Linked DNA regions of Triticum aestivum: region 1 is linked to region 2. The links are chromatin contacts, called in public Hi-C maps. All regions are on one chromosome and are shown on one strand. Each heading gives the region's core, a stretch centred on a gene start, on an enhancer-like site or on the middle of the called end of the contact. The rest is flanking DNA. Distances are from core to core; before and after follow the strand shown.

Region 1 (7,161 bases), core at 563-3,062, 310 kb after region 2:
GAATAGAACCCGTAAACAACTACGACCTGTAATTTTTTTAAGGGGAGCGGACGAAGGAGCTAGCTAACTAGCTAGCTGAATTGATTCGAGCTAGCTAGCTAGCTAGCTTCGTGCGCTGTCTTTGGTCGCCGGCGGCTTCGTATTTGGTCGCTTCCAGCTAGCTAGACGCCGGCGGCTTCGTATTTGGCCACTTCGTGCGCTGTACGCCAGTTTCGTAGGAGCGAGTTAGCTGATCGTGGACACGGCCGAGAGGAAGAAGAAGACTTGGAAAAAAATATAAGCGAATATTCGGTTTTACAGTTTAAGTTCAAGGGCTCTGTTCGGCCGCAGCTCAAACCAACCCTTAAAACGCGTTTTCCGCGAACTGAAAACCGCGTTTTCAGTTCCGCGGTTTAAGGGGTCTGCTAGAGATGCTCTAACAGAGTAATTCTGCATAAATCCTCCCAATGGGTGCTATACTGACCTTATGACCACATCACAACTTTCGCCCAAGTGACACCACATAGATATTTTCTTAAACGGAGGCAAAAGCTTCGCCTCATCATATTAATTAAGGAGTTTTACAGAAAGAACAAGGGCACACGTACCAAACAATCAGGACTTAGCACCGGCAAAAGCCTCCTGCTAGATTTTTGGAAAGATCGAGCCTACAGAATATCCAACTAACTGTGGACTAGTTATGAAGCAACTTTTACAATGATCCTGGACAAGTGACGGTGCTAACTTAATTCTCAAACTCCTAAGAGAGCCAAGTGAACAAGAAAATGTGGCTCTGAGTGAGCCCAAACTTGATTCACCAAGAAAGCTGACAGATATATTTATTTAGATCCAACTCTATGAGATCACAACTTAAGGCTTCATTTTAACAGGCATGGTCTTATCAACAATTACTTGTCATAACTTAATTTCAAACGTCGCAGTTTACGTGACACAACTTGACGAATGAACACAAGGAGTGTGATGCAGTGATCTTTGGTAAAATAAGGTTACAACTTAGAACAGACTCATACAGTCACACTCATGCAAATTTACCATTCATATCCAAACAGAGCACACTTTAACATGGAATATGCTAGCAGATGAACATTACAGCAAGGCTGAAATCCGATCGCTTACCATGTCGATGTCGACTTTGTACACGGGTATCTTGGGGTACTGCCTGCTCATCTTCTCAATCACAGGTGCCATCATCCGACCTGCAACACCAAACAACATAATTGTAGCTCTCTCTAGTCACTCACTCAAATCCCAATTCATGGCACGGAGGCGGCACTTACACGGCCCGCACCAGACCGCCGTGTAGTAGAAGACGGCGGGGAGCTTCTCCACTGCAAAAGGCAAGAGCCACCACACCACACACGTGAGAACGAAACTCGCGCACGCATCGTAGTGCCAACAGAATCGGTGGAAAAGCTGGAGCGAGAAGGGAGGGGATCGGCGCCGCACCTTGCACCTTGGCGTGGATGTCCTCGAAGGAGTCCGCGGAGCCGACGACCACCATGCTGGAATCGCCTGCGGGAGCCGGGAAAGAAACTGTCAGCGCCGGTCCAGGGCCACGGGGAAGCGAAGGATCGGCGGGGAGGAGGAGTTGGGGGAAGGAGGCGTTTCGGGCGTACCTGCGGATGACGAGGAGAAGAGGCGGGGGAAGGCGGAGAGCGAGGGCGTCAGCGTCGGGGAGGAGGGAGAGGGACGGAGGTGGGCGGCGGGGCTAGGGTTTAGGGCGGGGAGGCGGGGCTGGGGCTTGGGGGCGGCGGCGAGGGGGAGGAGGAGGCGAGGGAGACGGCAGAGTCGGCGAGCCATGCCACGGATCGATCCCGCTGGGTAAAAGACGATTTTGCCCTTGTATAATAGCCTGGGTGGGTACGGCAGGCCCATCATGAATGGGCCTATACGGGCCGAATGCGGCAGGTGGGCTCTTGGGCCTCTTGTTCCAGCACCGGACGGTTAGGCCCCGTTCGGTTTGGAGTTGAAGAAACCACAGGAATTGCTGAGGATACATGGGAGCTCCTAGTTGGCGCTGTAGGCGCCGGTTCGCGCCGCTGGCGCCCGCGCGGACAGGAACTGGGCCGGCCCAGCAAGCTGCTGAGAAGCAAAAAGCGAGGGAAAATTTTTAGTGTACGAGGTTTATTTGGGAGAAAGCGGGAGTCGAACTCGTAACGCCCAACAAAACGACCACATGGGTCAACCACTGGACCAAAGCTCGGTGTGATGCTCATTTTGGGAAATCATCACTCTTTAATATTTCATACAGTACAAACATTAAACATATACTACTATTATATACCCCCCTATAAATTCTTTGAATAAACAAAACATAAATTGAAAATGCATTCATATAGACCATGAATTGAAAAGAAAAGTTTGAAAATTGGAAAAAGTTAGTGAGTTTGAAAAAAGTTCATCGAATTTGAAAAAAAAGTTCATCAATTTGAAAAAAAATTCATCAAATTTGAAAAAAGTTCATTGAATTTGAAAAAAGTTCATTAAATTTTAAAAAAAAGTTCATCAAACTTGAAAAAAGTTCATCGAATTTGGAAAAAAGTTCATCCAATTTGGAAAAAGTTCATCGAATTTGAAAAAAAGTTCATCGAATTTCAAAAAAGTTTATCAAATTTCAAAAAAAGTTCAGTGAATTTAATAAAGTTCATCGAATTTCAAAAAAGTTCACCAAATTTCAAAAAAGTTCATCGAATTTGAAAAAAAGTTCACGTATTTAAAAATAATTTCACGAATTAGAAAAATCACGTACTAAAGAAAACAAAAAAGGTGAGAGAAAAAGAATAAGAATAAACCAAATTAAAGAATGAGAATAAAAGAAAAAAATGCACTATATTTACACTCGCGGGCGGATAGCGTGGTGGCTAGAGCCGATCGCTAGCAATGAACCGATGCGGCGTTTGCAAATTGCACTGTAACGGGCGCTGCAAGCGCCAAATAGGAATTCCCAGGATACATGAACACTACATGAATATAATGCTAAAACATAGGAACCAGAAATTCTGAGAAAGATCTGGGATTTGGCGTTCGGCTTGCAGGAAGAGAAACAAAGGAATGTGTGGACCCTAGTCACAACGGATGGTGCAAAAACTCATTTTTTATTCTTGCAGATGTCACTTCATGTAGCTGTGGGGCTTAAGACCGAGTCAGCAGAGACACGTACATTGGCTTTCCTTTGCATTGCCTCGGGACTCCGCCCAGAAAAAGAGAATCAGGTGGATTCTTTTTTTCCTGTGAATCTGAGGGCTATCGAGCCGTTCCTCTGGAATCTCTCCCTTCCAATCCTTCACACCGAACGTCCCTTTTGTGAAACTTCCCCCGGGTTTTGGATTCCTGCAGTTTCCTTGTGAAATTCCTATGTACCGAACGCACCCTTAGTTTTTTTCTCTCGATTCTTGTCTCAGATTTCCACAGATAAAGCCCGACAATTTCCCGCATATTCTTTTTGAACATGCTCCTAGAGAGACTAATAGTGCTGCCAATAATTTAAGTCAAACTAAGTAGAAGTAAAGTGTGTGCGGTGTGGATGGAAGATCCACACGTACAGATTGTTGATACTCTTGCAAAATATTCTATGGTGATCATCTTGCAATAAAGAGTATTTTGATGTCAAAAAAAATCGACTGTACATAAGGGCGTCACCAAAGCTGATCCTCGAACTGCTTGCAACCGTCTGTACTGTACAGTCCGGACATTTTTTGGTCATCCAAGGCGGGCTTGTATATGTCTGCAGGGTGGTCCTTTTTCCCACAAACCGGAAGCAAACGCGGGGGGGGGGGGGGGGGGTGCTTTGCGGGAGTCCGGATAGCAGCCACGTAGAACTCTGACACTCCCAGCTCACCCAAAACTCCTCCCGGACCCGCGCCTCCATTATTTTTCATCTTTCTCTGTATCTGTTTCTCTATTGTCGACACCTCCGCTCCACCACCCCGGTCGCTCAACCCAAACCTTCCTGGAACTCCATAGTCATATTTGCTACTAGCATGGTGTCGGTGTTTGAATCTCAGTACCTGAGAGAACAAACTATCACATACATCGAGAGATCTTTGCAATGTCTGAAGGAAGTGGGTGGCCAGGTTTGCTTGAATCTCTTGACTATCTGCACTGGAGATGGAAGAATTACCCAAAAGCTCTATAATGGGAATATCAGGGCTATGTTAAGAAGCCAACCATCATTACTGAAGGAGTTACATCACACGATCTTTGGATTTGGCATGTCCGGGTCTCACAATGGCATCAATGTGTTGCACGTACGATAACTAGGATGACTGAAGGGAAAGCTCCTCCTTGCCACTATAAATGTCAATGGGCATGAATACAACATGGGCTACTATCTGGTCGACGGTATCTATCCTCTGTGGGCTACCTTTTTCAATACCATCTCTGACCCAGCTGGTCAGAAAAAGTCTCACTTTACCCAAAGACAAGAAACAGCTAGAAAAGATGTTGAATGGGCATTTGGAGTTCTGCAGGCCCGTTTTGCAGTTGTCCACAAACCTTGTTGAAGGTGATGACATTTTGTGCGATCATGCACAACATGATTGTGGAGGACGACGGTGAGGATGTTGTCGCAACTCTTGAATTTGAGAACATGGGTGAGCCTATCGAACTTCTAGAGCATAATACGAGTTTGTTCAAATGCATCAACAAATCCGGCGTCGAGCAACTCCTGAGCAACTGAAGAAAGATTTGATTGAGCATCTGAGGGCGGTTAAAGGGGACGAACCATGTGGTCGAACTAGTTGATCTTTCAAACAAATAGTTTTGCTAAAGCACATCTAGATGTGTCATAAGTAGTGCACATCTAAGTCCTATCTCATTGATCTTACGTGAAGAAGATCTGGGTGGATATTTTTTTCTTTTTTATGGTTGATTGAGTCACTTAGATATGCAATAATTAGGACATATCTAGATTCATAAGTATTGCACATCTAAATTCGGTCTCACTAATCTTACGTAAAATTCGTGTGTGTATTTTCTTTTTTTTCTTTTTCTTTTGTTTTATGGTTGATTGAGTCATTTAGATGCGCAAATAACTAGGGCACATCTAGACGTGTTCTAGACAGACCCAAAATATATATTGTTCGTATAAACGCAGTAGCTAGCCACTTCTTTATTTTCCGGAATTAGAGCGTTTTTCCTCCTCCACAAGAAACTCTCCTCTAATATAGGGTTTCCGCGCCTCCCACTGGCGGTGTCGCCGATCTTTTTTTGTCTCCTTTGGCCTTAGGACCATGGAGGCGTGCTGGATTCCGGCCCTTGCCGGTGGGAGGGCTCCTGCTCTATTGTTAGGTCTTTTTTTAGTTCCTTTAGGTTTTGTGTACTGCTCAGAAAGGCGAGACGGCAGCGGCTCTCTGAAGATGAATAATGTTCTCCTCGTCTATCCCCCGTCTCGGCATTGCGTCTAGCACCATCGGAGGGCTTGTGGAGTTCCCAGTGGATCTTGTGGGATTCGATTAGTGTCTGTTCGTTGGATTTGCTTGGATCTGGCCTTCGTTTGTCTGTGTTCATGTGTCTACGGGTTAGATTCGTTCGATCTACGCAACTCTTCATCGTTGATGGTCGTTGCTCTGATGCGCTAGCCTTTGAGGCCTTAACACGACGACTTTCTGACTGTGTACTACAAAAAGCTTGCCCCGGCTTTGATGAAGGAAGGGAAATGATAGCGGCGTGCCTTTTGCTTGCTCCATTGGTTGTAATCATCGTTAGGTAGTCTATGAACTTTTTTTTTTGAGGGAAAGGTAGTCTATGAACATTGATGTAATTTCTATTGCTTCTTGTGTTCCTTTTTACCGCCATGATGATGAACAAATAGATCATAAGTTTTTCCGCAAATAAACTAGCTAGTCTTTTTGTAACAAGCCAAGTATGCCCCTCCGCAAAATAAAAGACCAAGTATACCCCGTAATCCAATTGGCACCGCAATAGGCAATGAAACCTGTCCATTGTTTTCTGCTTTAGAAAGAAACCGTACAATATTGGAACTAGAGGTCAAGACCCCTTTCGCTAAAAAAAAGGCGAAGAGCCCGCTCCATCGTGTGAAGCATGTATATCATTCTATTGTGTTTGTCTAGGGCATTTTTAAACAAAAACACTAACGCCCACATGTGTGGCAATATTGTAACTCACCCACACGCCTGGATCACCGTCCAGTTAAGTTTGCATGAATCTTGAAACACCGAGACAGTTTTCACGTGTCACGTAGGACAAGGCCGGTGTGTGGGTGTTGGAGAGGTCGCCCACACGCCCCCACAGCACGCGGTTGCCAGTTGCGCTGTGTGGGCGAACTAGTTTCTGCCCACACAGCTACCATCTAGTCCACGCGCGTGTGGGGGAACTGCTTTTCATCCACACGGCACATGACAAATAGGTAAACACATATGGCAACTATGATTCGTTTGCTAAATAGCAATTGCATTGCGCTTACGTGGCAATTGGGTAAACATACATGGCAACTGTGATTAATCACACGTGGCAACTAGGTAAACACACATGACAACTATTGTTTGACTATATGTGGCAAGTAGTTAATCACATATGACAACTATGGTTTGATTACACGCGGCAACTACCATAAATTAGACATGGCAACTATAGTTAACCAAAACAGAGAGAGTTGACATGCTTTTACAACCATATTTGCCATTCCGGATAACTACATCTGCCATCCCGGATGACTACTAAATCGTCAACCCGCGGGTACCTATTGTAGTTGTGCCAGGACGTGTGGACATACTTTCTTCGTGCCATACGCGCGGGGTGGGGATGAGTAGTACTTGTTGGGCGTGTGGCACGAAGTAGTTGCGTCCACACATGTGGGCAATTCTCTGTTCGCCTATACACAGCCCGTGCGGGCTGCCCCCTGCTCATGTCACACACGATGTGTAGGCGAATGCCTATTATGCCAGACGTGTGGTGGATATCGGTGTCCTTTTTAAATGTGTTCTAATTATTGCACATCTAAATGACTCGATCATCCATAAAAAGAAAAGAAAACGTCCACATGAGTCTCCATCTAGGTCAATAAAATAGGAGTTAAATGTACAATGCTTATGGCTCATCTTCATAATGTACATGTAAAGAAACATTACTAGATAAGAACTAAAAAAATTAAATAGTATTGAAGCTTGTCAAAATTGACTACTCCCTCTGTTCAGAATTACT
Region 2 (7,186 bases), core at 1,369-3,868:
CACATTCACTCCAGCTGCTTCCAAACTTGATGATGTACCACCAGTGGGGACCCATGTTAATTGACTAGTTGTTCAAACACATGGGTCCCTAATCGAGTATCACCGGATAGAACTAGACAACAGATACAAAATGTTCTCAAAAAGACAGAACATTAACTAGTGTGTGTAGTACAGTGTGCCTAATGATTTAGTCTGCATGGTTTAGATGCTACTAGTACACATGGAAATTTTTATAGTCAGGAACAGAGAAGACAGTGCTGCAGGACCTGGGATACCAAATTAATCTTGGAAATGAAAATTGCAATAGGTACTAGATGTATATTGCTATAGATAAACCAATAGTAGTACTACTACTAGATGAAAAGATGTTGCATGGTAAATCTCCAAAGTATACAACCAAGAATATAAGAATAAACCTGTTTCATTACATAGTACTGCTATGTAATTGAAATGCAAAACATACATCTCCCATGTTCAGCAATCAGGAAACCATGGAGTTTCTACTACTCCTACATCAAAAAGCTGGTTATTTGAGATGCTAATGTTTACTTTTGAAGTACAGTTATGGTTATCTCAAAGAATTTGTGCCTCATAAACATGCATGGAATTTCTATCTCAAAGAAGTATACATATTTATCTTGTTTAATTAGGCCAGCAATGCAAAACAACCATGCAGAAATGTCAGGGCAACAGAGCAGCAAGGTACCATGCATAAGTAACACTACAGATATGTTAGACCAAAAGATGTGAGCGACGGTAGACTACACTAACACTAACTAGGTAACAGAATTACTTAAGACTGTAGCCCGGGAATTTGTTATTCACGCTAATATAAAATTCGCTCAAATGGAACCTTGGAAACACCCTTTCCCAAGTAGTTAGATCCACCGTCCCTCAGTTCCAAAGCTTCATAAAGACCTACAGAAGAGGGATGATTTAGCCAAGATTAGTTCAACAAAAATAATAAAATAACATTCGGTAAATAATGATACAAATAAGAGTTTGGAACAGGATGCCTTTTGGTGAAGTGTCTGTCAGGGAGAAGTGATTCAGAGTTTCAAAGTAAAGTTGTTTCTGAATACTAGTAGTGTAATTAGCTAGCTAGATGTGTGCAGGAAAGCTACTGTTCCTATTGGGTTGCAGCTTGTACTAGTTAGCTAGCTAGCTAAGGACTTGATAGTACTCTTTTTCCAGATAAAGAGCTGATGCTGCTAGTCCAATCACACAGTTTTAACCAGATTAGAGCAAAGACAACACACCAACGGCAGAACCAAGACCAAGTCTCGGCAATCCAATAGGAATCTCCGGAGCTCCATACATCGCCACACACACGGCCACGCACCACCTGGCCGCCCCCATCGTAAGTTTTCAACACACCACCACACCCGACATTGCAGCAAGCGCGCATGCGCTCACGCACATAGCACCGGTGCAAGGTCATGGGGGCACGCAGGTCATACCTGTGTGGGCATCGGTACTCGTCGCGGTAGAGCACAAGCTGGCGGTCAAACACAGTGAGCACGAGCTGGCCGTGTGGGTATCAGCTTCCCCTGATGACAGAATTATGCAAGTCAAAAACTCAATCAAGAACTGTAATGGTATATGCAATGCAGCAAACAATAATATTTTTTTCGTTTAGAAGTTGAGATGTCCCTGTGACTCGGTGGTGTCATGATTCTAAGCGTGGAATTGCAATTCTAAGCAAGCCTGGAGTATGATAGTGGTACATGACAGTATGTAGAACAGCAAGAGTAAACGCTAGGAATTAGGGATTTTAGGAGTAAGCAATTGTGTTCATCGAGAGACCGTAGCGAGCAAGCATCAGAGGGCCCAAGTGAGCCATGGCGTCGTCACGAGCTCAGTGACAAGTATTGGAGGTGAGGGACAGAGAAGGAGAGGAAGAGGGTACCTTGAAGACCTCCATGTCCATGGCATCGTCGAGCGCGGGGTTCTGTCCCAGCCGAGCGGCACACAGGTCTGTCGTCGTGTGGAAGAGCGGCGTTGGAGGGCGCGGCTGCGTGTCGGTGGAAGACGGCGGAGGCGTCCACCACGAGCACCTCTGTCGCCTCGCCGGTGCATCGCATGGAGATCATGGAGCGCGGGCACCTGACCTGCTCGATCTGGATGCCCCAACACCGAGGAAGATAGGGTGAGGAGAGGATGGGGCGGATGGATCTAGGAATGCCAGGTACATGAACCACCCGGTGTTCTTGTTCAGATCCGGCGGGGGCACCGCCTGTACATACTGATCCCCTCGCCCTACCGGCACGCGCGTGCTGTGGGGCGGTGGCTCCTCCCGTCCGGCTCGGTGTCGCAGGTATGGAGATAGGGCGAGGGGAGAGGGGCAGCGGCGGCAAGGTCGCTGGTGATGGAGCACGGCGGCGGCTGTGGGTAGGGTTTGGGGTGGGGCAGAGAGAGCTGTGGGCATGGCGGATCTGACGGTGCCTGCCTCCTTGATCTAGGGGCCCTGCTGTGGGATAGAAGGTGAGGGGATGTGGAGAGGATCGGGGGCAGTGGGCGGAGGTCGCCGCTGGAGAGGAGGTAGGTGGCGCGGGGGGTGCGGCGGATGTGGAGGAGAGGAGAGGAGAGATCGTGGGGTGGGAAAGGAGTCACGGTTGGTCTGGGGTCGTGCGGTGGCTGGATTGGGATGGTTGGATGGACGAAAAAGGATGTATGCCATGTCATCGATCCATGCCTTCGCTGATCCCACCAATCAGAATTAAGGCTATGTAAAAAATATGTCGTTTTCTCTTATAGTTTTTATCCTTTTATTTAGGGCAAACATTCAACATATTAACCACTTACGCCCCGTTTGATACCTCTGCATTTTCTACGTATTTAAAGAATGCTACGGTTTTTTCAAATACAATGGTTTTAAAGAATACTACGGTTTTTAATACTTCAGTTTTTTAGTACTTTACTATCAAACACAACCTTATAGTTTATTAAAATGAATCAATATAGTGCACATGTGTGTATTTTGGGATGACAAACAATGTTGATTTGGGGGGTTTCATTTTCTTTGCACAATTTTTTTTTCATTTTTCGAGTGCATAAAAAGGGTTTTTTGTGAAGAACCTAACAAATATTTTTCCCAAAATTGTACCAAATCATTTTTCTAAAATACTAGGCCATATTTAATGCACAATTGACCAAATGGTTTGGTGTCAAAATATTTGATCCACCTCTCGTGAAAAAAGACAAATTTCTGCCGATTTAGTAGGAAGCGGGTCAAATTTGAACTGCAGCTGCCTCGTAGTTTGCTCTTTATTTCTTCCAAAAATCATTTATAGGTACATAAGTATCTGTTTAATCGGACAAACATCAAAAGTTTTCCAAGATTCAACCACTAGCTAGGAACTGTCAAGCCCGCCGTTTTGACCGCATTTTGAAACGGGCCTAAAAATTCAAAAAAATCAAAAAATGGAAACCATTCGCATTGTGTCATTATATGTGACCAAGTTGCGAGACAAAATAGTAATTTGTAATACGTCAATTATTTTTAAAAAATGTTCTCAGAAATGAGCTATCATGCGTGAAGATTCATGACTTTCAAGCCAAATGATCAATCTTATGGTCACATTCATGGCATAGTTTGTTCAAATGATCTCATATTGTGCACAAGGGTGCATCTTGGAATTCCAAACAATGTTGTCTAAGGAAGTTTTTATTTTCTTTGCACGAAAAATTCATTTCCATTTTTTGAGTGCCCGAAATGAGTTTTTTGTGTGAAGGACCTACCATATTTTTTTTCCAAAATTGTACCAAATCATTTTTCTAAAATACTAGGCCATATTTAATGCACAATTGGCCAAATGGTTTGGTGTCAAAAGCCTTGATCCAACTCTGGTGAAAAAGACAAATTTCTGTCGATTCAGTAGGAAGCGGGTCAAATTTGAACTGCAGCTGCCTCGTAGTTTGCTTTTTATTTTTTCGAAAAATCATTTCTAGGTACATAAATATCTATTTAATAAGAGAAACATCAAAAATTTTCCAAGATTCAACCACTAGCTAGGAACGGTCAAGCCCAACGTTTTGACCGTATTTTGAAACGGGCATAAAAAATTCAAAAAAATCAAAAAAAATGGAAAACCTTCGCATTGTATCATTATATGTGATCAAATTGAAAGAAAAAAATAGTAAACTTGTAATATGGCAATTATTTTAAAAAATTGTTCTCAGAAATGAGCTATCATGCGTGAAGATCCATGGCTTTCAAGCCAAATGATCAATCTTATGGCCACATTCATGGCATAGTTTGTTCAAATGATCTCATATTGTGCACAAGGGTGCATATTGGAATTCCAAACATTGTTCCCTAAGGGAGTTTTCATTTTCTTTGCACAGAAAAATCATTTTCCATTTTTCGAGTGCCCGAAATGAGTTTTTTTGTGAAGGACCAACCATATATTTGTTGCAAAACTGGACCAAATTCAATTTTCTAAAATACTAGGCCATATTTAATGCACAATTAACAAAATGGTTGGGTGTCAAAAGTTTTGATCCACGTTTGGTGAAAAAGACAAATTCCCACCGATTCAGTAGGAAGCGGGTCAAATTTGAACTGCATCTACCTCATAGTTTGCTTTCTATTTTTTCCAAAAATCATTTCTAGGTACATAAGTATCTATTTAATCAGACAAACATCAAAAGTTTTCCAAGATTCAACCACTAGCTAGGAACGGTCAAGCCCACCGTTTTGACCACATTTTGAAACGGGCATAAAAATTTCAAAAAAAATAAAAAAATTGGAAAACCTTCGCATTATGTCATTATATGTGACCAAGTTTTCAGGAAAAATAATAAACTTGTAATACGGCAATTATTTTAAAAAAGTGTTCTCAGAAATGAGCTATCATGCGTGAAGATTCATGACTTTCAAGCCAAATGATCAATCTTACGGCCTCATTCATGGCATAGTTTGTTCCAATGATCTCATATTGTGGACAAGGGTGCATCTTGGAATTCCAAACAATGTTGCCTAAGGGAGTTTTCATTTTCTTTGGACAGAAAATTAGTTTTCCATTTTTTTAAGTGCCCGAAATGAGTTTTTTTTTGTGAAGGACCTACCATATATTTTTTCCAAAATTGTACCAAATCATTTTTCTAAAATACTAGGCCATATTTAATGTACAATTGACCAAATGGTTTGGTGTCAAAAGCCTTGATCCAACTCTGGTGAAAAAGACAAATTTCTGCCGATTTAGTAGGAAGCGGGTCAAATTTGAACTGCACCTGCCTCGTAGTTTGCTTTTTATTTTTTCCAAAAATCATTTCTAGGTACATAAGTATCTATTTAATCCGAGAAACATCAAAAGTTTTCCAAAATTCAACCACTAGCTAGGAATGGTCAAGCCCGGCGTTTTGAGCGCATTTTGAAACGGGCATAAAAAATTCAAAAAATTCAGAAAAAATGGAAAACCTTCGCATTGTATCATGATATGTGACCAAGTTGACAGAAAAATAGTAAACTTGTAATATGGCAATTATTTTAAAAAAGTGTTCTCAGAAATGAGCTATCATGCGTGAGCCATGTTGGGTGCTGATGAAGACCCAATGCCCCTGAATGGAAACCCTCATCCTATGCCAGGGCATGTTCCCCCACAACCCTTCTGGGGAATGCCACCGTTTCCTGCTTTGGGTTGGGATGCCAATCCTGCAAATGGTCAACATCAACCGGAGCAACGTCATGACTGGGGCGTTGATCAACCAGAGCAGCCTGAGCCTGCACATAATGCTGATGGATGGGGCCCTTGGGATGAGGCTATAGCTGCACAGAACGATCAACTGCATGAGCCTAAAGTTCAAGGAGCCCAAGATCAGAACTCCATGGTGCTGAATACCTCCTTGGTGTCCAACAGTTCTTCTGATGAGCAGCCAGCAGACGTTAAAGTTGTCCAACAGGTTGTGGTCTAGGAAAATTTGGAGCGTGCAATTGTCCCCTTCATTCCTCCAGCTGTCCATCCACCAATGGTTATTCTTGATCCAATCCATCTGGGTATTGTCAGGGTGGTGTTTGGTCCGGTTCTTCCACCTGCCATGGTGTGGGAGCGTTCTTTTAAGAACCTTCTGCCGGATTTTGAGATTCAGAACATTCACAGGCCTGTTTGTCTCTCTGTGCTCCCACCGGCGGTTTTGCCCATGAGGATCTGGCCCTAGGAGCTGGAGCACTCCTTCCAGTCTTTGTTTGGCCAGGCTACTACTAGAATGATTGGAGGAGCTGCATCACAGATTATTTACCCGAGGGTTCTTCTGCGGAGCCAGTTGAGCAGGATGATTTTGAAGGAGCTGCAGCATTGGTGGATATACCTGAGGTTTTTTCTGAGGAGCCAGTTCAACATGATGATTTTGACTTTTCTTCCAAGACTCCATCCATGTTAGGCAAGTCCAAACGTGGCCGTCGTCAGGGCACCAAGCTGGTTCGTTCTCCAGAGGATTTTTCCACCAGGAGAATGACCCGCAGTTGCGCCAAGAATTCAGGCTTCAAACCTATTTCTGCAATCCCCAACAAACCCTCTTCTCTACGATGTCCTCGAGCTAAGAAGCCTAGGTATGGTTCTGTCTCTCGGGAGGAGAGCTCGTCTGCTGCGAGGAGCAAAGCACGACAGCTCCACCACCAACCCTAATTAGTCTCATGCAGCGTATTGGAGAATCGCTTGGGATTTCACCAGAGAAGCTCACCAAGGACAAGCTTATGGCACGTCCTGAAAAGATGGACCAGCACAAAGATCGTGATGATAAGTGAAGAATCAAGATGTCAGTTGGGCGGGAATGCACTATCATTCCTTTTTTGTTATGGTTTTAGTGTCCGTCAGCTTGTTATTTTGTGTCTGCGGTCTGAACTATCCTCTGTTACCCGTGGCATTAAGCTGTGGGTTGTTTATGGTCTTAGCGTTGTCAGCACTAGGCCTATGTCTGAACTCCTATTATCTATTTGCCTGTATGAACATGTTGGCTGTTATCTTCTCTGTTATGCAGTGAAGATGTTTGGTTACCTCCTTGAGTTTCTTTATGGATAATCCACGTTTTCGTAATTGGAAAGTTCTGTGCTGGAATGTGCGTGGTTTAAACTCTGAGAAACGCCAGCGAGATGTTCGTGCTAAGATTGAGGAAAGTAACTGCTCAATAGTTTGTTTACAAGAAACGAAATGTGAATCTTTTGACCTCAAGTCTATCCGACAATTTT

The links. Hi-C and Micro-C count contacts between places; a contact is called where the count stands out from the background.
Region 1: a Hi-C map of leaf shows a contact between it and region 2, with 4 times the contacts expected there. The contact joins the promoter of LOC123159253 here to the promoter of LOC123156428 in region 2. A contact is called at or near these places in 2 of 5 Hi-C or Micro-C datasets (both in leaf).

The regions. Positions count from the first base shown.
Region 1 is chr7B:652,975,926-652,983,086 of IWGSC CS RefSeq v2.1, forward strand. LOC123159253 (thioredoxin O, mitochondrial) reads right to left here and starts at 1,813. Exons shown (of 7, transcript XM_044577078.1): 1 at 1,617-1,813; 2 at 1,447-1,512; 3 at 1,278-1,328; 4 at 1,117-1,196. The coding sequence starts at 1,800.
Region 2 is chr7B:652,666,299-652,673,484 of IWGSC CS RefSeq v2.1, forward strand. It overlaps LOC123156428, which reads right to left and starts at 2,619. Exons shown (of 6, transcript XR_006478082.1): 1 at 1,910-2,619; 2 at 1,260-1,550; 3 at 854-918.